Regions from separate parts of the Triticum aestivum genome. Here region 1 is linked to region 2. The links are chromatin contacts, called in public Hi-C maps. All regions are on one chromosome and are shown on one strand. Each heading gives the region's core, a stretch centred on a gene start, on an enhancer-like site or on the middle of the called end of the contact. The rest is flanking DNA. Distances are from core to core; before and after follow the strand shown. Region 1 holds the start of LOC123112312 (probable E3 ubiquitin-protein ligase XERICO). Region 2 has its middle 16 kb from the start of LOC123112310.

What was found. A called contact is a pair of places that touch in the nucleus more often than the background predicts.
Region 1: a contact with region 2 is called in a Hi-C map of leaf, with 5 times the contacts expected there. The contact joins the promoter of LOC123112312 here to the enhancer-like site in region 2. A contact is called at or near these places in 5 of 5 Hi-C or Micro-C datasets (leaf, root and an unstated tissue).

What each region holds. Positions count from the first base shown.
Region 1 is chr5B:438,489,487-438,494,514 of IWGSC CS RefSeq v2.1, forward strand. It overlaps LOC123112312 (probable E3 ubiquitin-protein ligase XERICO), which reads right to left and starts at 2,379. Exons shown (of 1, transcript XM_044533265.1): 1 at 1,441-2,379. The coding sequence starts at 2,250. The coding sequence ends at 1,765.
Region 2 is chr5B:438,070,117-438,074,823 of IWGSC CS RefSeq v2.1, forward strand. No RefSeq gene overlaps it. Among protein-coding and RNA genes, the nearest start is that of LOC123112310, 16 kb to the left of the region's middle. Within about 2 kb of position 2,370, at least 2 of the 8 cell types and tissues checked have an H3K27ac peak or open chromatin away from gene starts, as enhancers often do. A contact at or near this core is called in leaf, where this site is marked.

The DNA of each region.
Region 1 (5,028 bases), core at 1,129-3,628, 420 kb after region 2:
TTAAGATGCTCAATAGTCAGCACAAGGAGATGTCAACTGCTGGCCCATTGATTCAAGAGCTGAAGACGTTGCTATCTTCGTTTGTTAGCTCCAAAGTCACTTGGGTTCGTCGTACTGCAAATGTTGCCGCTCATAAACTAGCAAAAATAGGGGTAGGAGATGAGCTTTGCAAGGTTTGGGTGGGGGTCACCCGTGTGTGCTCGATGTAATCTCGGATGATATTCCGAATGCGTTTGATTAAATAAATGCGGCAATATTTCCCCTAAAAAAAGTCATATATTACAAAAAAAACATACCATTATAAACTTAAGATGTTCTATTTTCAAATGATTATTTCGTTATATAGTTTATATTACGGTGATAAAATTGACAACCTAGGGGTACGCGCACGCCTTGTAAACTGAAACGGAGGGAGTATTCAGGGTTGCAATGCTATAATTTTAAAAAAAAAGTTATGGGGATAGACTAGCTAAGCTAGTGCTTAATTTCGCAAACAACAAAAACTTAGAGAAAAATGACTTTTGAGGATGGTACAGAAGTTAACATGGATTTTATCTTTTAAAAAAGGATTCCATAAAAAAAAAGTTAACATGGATGGGGTTGCAGCGCAAGGGGCAAAAAAGCATAACAAAAAGGGACCTTGGCCGTGACGACAAGGAGCCGATGGAGGGACGCCCAAGATTGGCGGCATGTGCCATCGGCGATGCGGACGCAGCCAAGTGGGGCCACGTTGATAAGCACGTATCCGTAATCCATGTGACCCGCCCCCGCCCCCGCCCGCATAAACAATCCGCTGCCGTTGCCGTGCCTTTCAGCGCCTTGTCTCCCCTGCCTAATTGCTCCGGGGATACCTGCAACGCCACCCCCCAAAAATAATCGATCACTCAACCAACAACCCCACTGGTTTTATAGTACTCCTGATTAGTGCAGGATTCCCTTGCCGTTTGTTTGGAGCCTGGGAGAAATTACCCAAATAGTGGTGGTGGTTTCTTGATCCGGTTTAATTTAATAAACGCTAGAAATTACCCGAATAGTATTGGTTTCTTGATTTGCTTAATAAACACCGGAAGAGATTGCTACAGTGGTTCCTTGATCTGGTTTAATGAACACTTTGTAAAAATTGGTAGAGTATTGGTTTCTTGATCTGGTTTAACAAACGCTACTACAAAGTACCCGAATGGCACTGGTTTCTTCATCTGGTTTAACAACAGGTACAAAATACCCGAATAGCACTGGTTTCTTGATCTGCTTTATTAATAAACACCTGCAACGATTCGCAATGGTTTCTTGTTAAGATCAGCTACCAGTTCCTGAAATTGGTAATACAACGGTGTGCACGGAAAGAGTAAAATAAGGAAACTTTAGTAGTGATTTTTCCATAAATATCTGGAGAGAGAAGTTAGGGGCATCCAAGAGGCAAGAACACAGAGGCCCCTCTGGTGTTCACAACACATCCTTGTTCCATCAATTTTCCGTTTCTCGTAAAAAAAGCCGAAGGCCGTACACAAATTTCTCATCACACAAAGCGCTACACCCGTAGGAGCGCTCTCTGCTGAAAAATATTTACACGGTACAGCGATGGCACGAGGCGTACAGAAAACGAAACCAAAAGGCAAATGCGAAAGGCGAGGAGCAGAGCCCTCTGCTAGGATCCATCTAAATTCCTACGCGCACACGGAGAGGCCACACACGGAGCTAGCACATAGCCGGGGGCGACGCGACGGGGCGAATCTCTCTCTTCTCTTCTCTTCGCTTCACTCGTGCCTAAATCCAGGCCGTCAGGGTGGGGGCCGGCGGCGACCACGACTCGTCGGCGGCCGCGGCGGCCGGGAGGAGGCGGGAGCGGCAGAGCGGGCAGGTGGCGTGGTCGTAGTCCAGCCAGGTCTCGAGGCAGGCGCGGTGGAAGAGGTGGCCACAGGGCAGGCGGTTCACCACGGCGTCCGCCTCGAACCGCACCAGGCAGACGCGGCAGTCAGGCACCGCCGCCGCGCCCCGCCTCCGGCCGAAGCGCGCGGGGCGGAACCTGCTCCTGAACCTCTCGGCCAGGCTGGGGGCCGCCGGGGTGGCCGCCGTGAGCTGGTCGGCGCCGTCGGCGTCCTCCCCGGCCAGCAGCGACGGCGGCGCGGGCAGGCCGAGGAAGACGAGCGCGGCGCGGAGGAGGCCCGCCAGGGCGGCGATCGAGACGACGGCGTGGTAGAGCAGGTAGATCAGGAGGCTCTCCTTGGGCGCCGGCATGCTGGAGATGCCCATCGCGGCGGCCTGGAGGATTGGGGATCGATCCGTGGACCCGTCTGCAATTTGCGCCTTCTTTCAGGGGCGGTTCGGTCTGAGCGGCTGTGGTGCTGGTGTGGTGGGATGGATACAGTGAGGGAGGGGGAGACGGGGTGGGCGCATTTATAGCCGGGCCGGGGCTGCTGGTGTCACCTCCCTATCCATCCCATCTCGTTCGGGTGGTGCACCGCGACCCGTGTTCGCCAGCCCACCGCCGTCGGATCCGCGCGACGGACGTCCGATAATTCCCCGCGCTTGGGTAGGGGACACCCCACATGCGATGCGGTTCGATCGTGGGCGCCCAATAATTCCCCGCTCTGGTTCGGTTTGTGGCGTCCAATAATGCGTGCATGGTTCCTGAGGCCAATTATTTGGGCCGGCCGATCCAAAACCCGGTGGACGCATTTGTACGTGCATTGCACCGGAGATGATGGTACAATATCGAGTGACCGATCTCACTGTCACGGGACAGTGGAAAATCATCGGGCGCGATTGGCGAAGCTGATTGGCTGGCTGACGGCCCCGACCGATCCAAATCAAAAAAAGCTGAGTGCGAAAGGGAATTCAACGCAGCGTACCGAACATAAGCGGCTCAGCACGATCCCCGCCATTTATCTGTTGCGAACCGTGACGTGCTTGACTCACAAGACATTATCGCAACCTCATTTCAGTTTTCTTTCTGCGGCGGTCATTTCAGTTGAAAAGACGGAGGATTTTTCTTCCGAATCTTTTCTCGTGGAAATAGTAGTATTTCCTTCCGATTCTGCGGGAATGGTAATCCCGGAGGAGGATCAGCTCGCCGATCGGGTTGCCGTGCCTGCACGACTGCGGCCGGCCGGTCGAACCGACCCCGACCCGACGCGAGCCCCGCCCGGCCGGTCCCGATCAGTCCGTGCACCGAATTGGGATGGGAATCGATCTCCTGGTACGTACGCCACTGCACTACGTCCCCTCCCCATCGACGCAGTTACGGCCGCGACCAGTCTTGGACGCGCGAGACAGGGACGCCAGAGACGGCGACCGACGCGGTCACGGACGCTGCGGCTCAGCCGTTCGGGTTCAGCGGACGGACGCGCGGCCGCCAGGTCCGGTGCCCCGCCCTCCAGGATGCCTCCGGCGACCCGTGTACTACCCGTGGGTGCCGGCCGGCTGCGATGGATGTGGAGGGTCTTGACCACTAGGCACACCAGTGGGCAGCGGCTGCTTGCTTTGCGTAATTGCTCGGCGTGGCCAAAGTCTCGGTGGAACGCACCTAACCATTTCTCGCCCGGGTGTCGCCGGTCGATGAAAGTTGCTTGACAAGCTACCGAATACAGTACTGTAGTGGAAGTACTACTTGCTTATGCTATGTGCCCGTCAATAGTAATCCATCCGACTAATCAGAAAAAGAAGAAAAAAACAGAAAGACGGTCCGGTTAGGCTAGCTTGACTGCTACTATTACTAGTAGGCAGTAGTACGTGCAGCTCAAGCTTTTTTTGACGGGTACGTGCAGCTCAAGTGTTTGTGTTGCGTCTGAACTTGACCACCAACGGCCTGTTGACCTGCGCGGCTAACTAGCTAAGCCGGTGGAGTTTTCAAATGGCCCGTTGCTCTGTCGGTTCATATAGTAAGCTTTTACTGAAAGTTTAATGGGGAATTCTGTTCACACGCGCACCGTCCTTGCTCAAACTGAGATCGACCGATATCTTTATTTACTACTCCACCGATGGCGACACCAAAGCACAGCCATCAGCGACAGGCATGCATGTCAGGGAAAATCGAATTTTTTGGATCCTTAGCGAGGTTTTGCTGAAAACAAATTGGAAATTCTGCTCACACGCGCACCGTCCAGAGACCACGGCACGAAAGCACACAACCAGGCCATATGGGATGCATGTTTACGTAGCTACTTGACGACTATTCATGATCATTTCTCAGTGTGCCTGCCTCGTAACATTAACATTTTGCTCGACCGGCGACAGCGAAGGGCAGGAGAATTCCTGTGGGTGGGGCGCGTCCACTACGGCGAGAGCTGTGCCGTGTAGCATCGCACGGCACGGCTCGATCAACCGCCTAAACAAGGTGGTTGCTTGCGTTAAGCGTCCGGTTTGGCGTCGTCCCTACTGCGCCGGCACATGCAGCGGCAGGCCCGAGTCGCGGTGGCCAGGACGAACGAGCACGCGTGGCAATGTGAAACGAGAGGCGAGCAGTGGCCTCAGGAGAGGAGAGGAGGTCGATCGAGCCAAGCAAACGAACATGCAACTTGATGGTAGAGTAGTTTATTTAGCGCATTAGGATAGTGTTTCGGTGCTTCTGGCTACTTAATGACTGGGATAAGCGAAGATTTCGCGGCAGATTTGGCGCGTGTGGACTAGTCAGGAGGGGTAGTAGTATATGTGGGTGATGTGGGCGCCGGTGATCCACATCTGGAATCCGGTGGACGGCTCCACCCTTTCTGCCAACCTGTTGGTGCCTAGCGTACTCTACTACGTCCACTCTCCCCTGCCGCTCGTTCTTCTCCAGCCTCTTGCGTGGTTTCAGGACTGTTGCAATCTTTACTTTACATGCTGCTAGCATAGTTTATTAAGTGGTCATACCGCTGAGTCTGCACTTCTGGTGATTACGGCCATTACCTGATCTTTCTTTTTTTGCAAACTACTGCGGGTGTTAGTTTATGTAAGCTCGTCTCGAATGCTCCATGCTGACGATAATTGACAGTCGATTACTCTATCTATTTAGGAGTAGCTTATTAAAAGATTCCACTGTGATAGTTTTTT
Region 2 (4,707 bases), core at 1,120-3,619:
TGGCTGTCCGCAGGCCGCAATCCTACGCGTACTCTACATCCCAGAGTCGCCTTGGAAACCTCTCTCGCCAATGATTCAATTCTTCTTACGCCCTCCTCCATTACCCTTCTATTTTCGGGGTTTATCTGCAACACAAGTCATTCATGAATTTGATAATAAGATTTACAGGAACACAAGGATCGGAGATCCTGTTGTTATCAAACACAACACTATTCCTCAATTTCCAAATTGCACAAAAATATGGCAGAGATGCCAACTGTTATCAGATCTTTTTCTTTCTTATGAAATTTCTTAAGCCAATTGTTAAACAAGTCATTTACATTATCAGGAATGTTTTGCAAGTCAAAAGTACACTTAACAATATCCATAAAAATTTAGTCACAAAACATCCAAAAACCAAGTGATCAATGCTTTCATCATGCAAGCAGAAAGGTCATTTCTTTTCTCCTTTTCACCCTCTCCTCAACAAATTATCTCTGGTCAAAATGCACTTTCTCAACACCAGCCACATAAAAACTTTCACTCTGGGAAGCATTTTTGTTTTCCACATGAAGTTGTGTGGGTATTTTACCCCATTCTCTATCATGTATCTATAATAAGACTTAACATTGTAAATACCATTTTTCTTCAAAGACCATTTTATTCTGTCTCTATTCTGATTCAACACCACCCCCTACAAGCCTCCCCAATGTTCTCCATAATTCAAGGAGTCTCCAAACGGGAGGAGTATGCCATGCTAATGTGCCTTGGATGATCCACATCTTCAGGTCAGGCGCTGCTGAGCACACTGAATTATCCATGTGGCTGAGAGCCCTCATAGCCTAAGCACAACGATGCAATTATCAGGGACCCACTCTATCACTGAGCTAATAGCCCATCGCGCGGCCCTCCCTTTTGAAGGCCTGCTACGTCAAAAGCGAGAAAAACTCCATCCTAGAGTTCTCCTAAAAGAGACTGAGGCCATACCTTTTCTAAACATTTCAGCTACTGATTTGTTCTTATCTTCTCCTTCTTTTGAGTTCCATTGCGTATGTGTCACGCTCTTCTCTCTCCATTACAAAGTAGGGAATTTCTGTGTGATATGGTTGCATGATCGGCATTTGCCTCATTGTGCGCGTGCATTTCAGAGTGTTCATTTAAGATTTGCCCTTGGAGATACCCTCTAGACCTCAAACATACGACCTCCAATGTCTACGGACATCCGGTTGGACGCCGGCCATACAATGCTATCTCGTAAACATCGTTTTTTATCTATCTAAAGTAGATGTTCGCTATACATTTGTCATTGAAATATAAAACTAATGTAATCTAATAGGTTTGAGGATCTCAGACATATCAAAAACCTTCTAGTAAAAGTGATAATCTCTAGCCATCAACTTCCCAAAGTTTAAGTCTTGCTCGTCGATCCTCGAGCAATTAAGAAATAGAAATAATGAAAGGGAGGCTGACAAATGAGTAAAAAGAATTTACTGGCTCGTAAAGATATAATATGTCCATTCTCACAAATCCTCCAACCCTAATTAAAAGAGTACTTGCATTTGAATAATTGCATTTAAGTTGGCTACCTAACCACGTATAGTCTCATATAACTAGTTACAATTCTCAAGTTAAACCTTTGATAATTAACTGACTGTAGCTTGCATGATGTGTGGCAGATAGGTTACTGTGTGTGGGGAGGAGTCCGGAACAGCTAACGAGCAAGTCCAGAAACAGCTAACGCCAGCATGGGGAGTTCATCCTCCGGCTCAGCTCGGCACACATATCTGAATCTGGATGTACATCCTGTGTGCTGGGCGCATTCGAAACCACGCGCGGACGGACGCAAAGCTTGCACAGATGGATATCCATCCAGACTTTGCGTCGACATGAGAGATGAGACGAAGCGACAGCAGGCCAGCACCTCCGCCATCCATCGGTTCGTACGTTGTGTTCCCCAAGCTGGACCGTAGCATATCGAATACGTACGTAGTATTTGCACGAACATTGCGGTACAGTTGTTAATTTTGACTGTCAAATGAAGCTGGCAACCAAGCTACGATCGACCTGCGTGTGCAGATGTGCTTAGGGCAACTCCAACAACGTCGATGCGTGCAAATGGTCCATGCAGACACATGTCCATTTCAACCATTTGGGTTGAAACACGGCGGCCTAACACGTCGACGCTGACCCAGAATCCGTCGCCCGTACGCATCTCCGCCCACAAAACGTGACACCACCCCACCCCGCCCATGCGAAAAACACCTTTCTCTGCTACTGTTTCTGTTCCTGGCGTCGAAGCAGCAGACGCATCCAAAACCTTGCGCTGTGCCGACCCTCTTTTCTTCTCCTTCTTTTCAGTTCGATTACGTATGTGTCACGCTCCTCTCTCTCTCCATCAGACAAGTATCTCCTCTCTCTCCACTAGTCAAGTAAGGAATTTTGTGTGTGATATGGTTGCATGATCGGCATTCGCCGGACGGTGCGCGTTCATTTCTGGGTGTTCATTTAAGGCTTGTCCTTTAGGGGTACCTTCTAGAACTCAAACGTACGTCCTCCAGTGTGACATCCTGCCGGATGCCGGCCATACAATCTATCTCTCAAACATCATGTTTTTTATATTTAAAGTAGATGTTCGCTATACATTTGGCATATGAAAATACAAAACTAACGTAATCTAAACCAAAACATGGTACTAAAAGTGATAATCTAGAGCCATCAACTCCCCCAAGTCTCTACTTTTAATGAACGACTTGGTGAATAGTCTGCGCGGTTTAATTTCGCTGGTTTTTTTCATCATCCTCCCACCTTCGGGTTTTTTCGTCATCCTCCCACCTCCGTTAACTCGCAACCCTCCCGCGAAAAAAAACCTAGCGATTCCCCGCCGTTCCTCCTGACCTAGCGATTCCTCCAGATCCCTTCGCCGCCAGCCCCCGACCTCCTCCCCGGCGGCCGCCCCATCTCCTCCCCAGATCCTGGCTCGCCCTGCCCCCACCTTCTCCCTCACTCCCGGCGCCGCCCCACCCCCAACCTCCCTGGATCCCGGCGCCGCCCCGCCCCCACCTCCTCCCTCGCTCCCGGCCGCCCATGCCCTCCCGGCCTCCTCCCGGCGCACATGCCACCGCCCCTGCTCCTTCCTCCTCCAGGAGGGAGCACCGCCGCCCCTGTTCTCCCTTCCCCCTGCCGGCATGCGCGTCGCCGCCCCTCTGGCCGTCGTTGGCATCCTGCTCGAGCCCGTGGGCCCGAGAAAGATGGAGACGATGGATGATGGGAAGGAGCAGCGGCTGCCTCGTGATGACCTCGTGGGAGCAGACGGTGACAAAGACCATCAACGAGGCTGCTACTGGTATGTGCTTGATTTACAAATTGTGAGGAATTGAGGTTGAATACCAATATACACACATACAGCAGCAATGGTTGATGATAACAACGGCCTTGTAGCTTCAGGTATGAGATTAAGAAGGCTCACAATTTTTGCCTAATTGTAGTTTAATGCCGAAGGGTTCATTAGCTGTGTGGAGACCTTTTATTATGGTGATGATGACAAACAAGATCAAGCTGTTAATTTTGAATTAAAGAAGGATCATTTGCAAAGAAGCTTGCGAGGAGTTGTCAAAATTTTGATTATAATGCAGGTATGCATTCTGATTTTGTGAAGTCTAATTTATTCAATATATATTCAGAATTTATGCAATACATTGTTAACTTGATTCTGTGCTTTAATTCATAGCATCTTGGTGGAGGCTCTATGGAACTGAAGCACCAGCTCTACAAAGGATGGCTGTGAGAATCCTCTCATTGACATCAAGTTCTCCAGTCTGTGAAAGGAATTGGAGTACCTTCGAAAATGTTAGTCTCCTGACTCTCTAATCTCACATCTAGCTTGATTAGTCCGTCACATGTCAAAACATTCCCTGTTCTTAATCCTTATGTTTTTTCCTGTTGTAGATACATACGAAGAAAAGAAATAGGCTAACTACAGAACGTCTAAACTCTCTTGTGTTCATACAATTCAACTCGAGAATGATGGCCAAGAAACAAATGATCAAGGAGAAGAAGATCACTGATGTCCTCTTATTCGCTGAAACTACTGAAGCTCAAGGTTTTCTTTTTGAGGGTGGAGATGATTATGCAGAAGTCATCTATATGGATAAAGATGAGGAGGAGATGAATAGTACAGGGATGCCAGGGAGTGGCATTGGAGAAGCAATGGGAGGCGATGAACTGCTCGAGCCACGTAGAAGTGCGAGACCAAGACAACTTTATGAAGAAGAAGAATTTGATTATGAAGAAGAGGAGTTTGATGATGAGGAGGAGATGCATTCAGATGAGGAGAATGGCTATTGATAATTGAGGAGACCCAAATGAACATGTGTCTGTTCTTAAGTACTTTTTATATATTATATCTTTATGTCATTGAGTCGAACCGTTTGTGTGTGCGTCCATGTGGAATTTCCCTTTTTGACTTGTGAGAGAAGTCTTCCCAATAAGATTCTAGGAATTAAAGAACTTCATTTTGATGTGTGAACTGTTGAACTCATAATTTATAATGCTATGCCAATTGGGTTTGTGTGATGTTTGCCTCTAATATATTTGAATATTTGATATTTCTATGGGCGTGCTGCCCCATTGAATAGACTATATTTAGTTCTTCACATTGCCTGATGTATGTTTTTTTTATCACCACATTGTCTTTCTAACCTGCTATGGTACAAAGTCTATCCTTTTTAT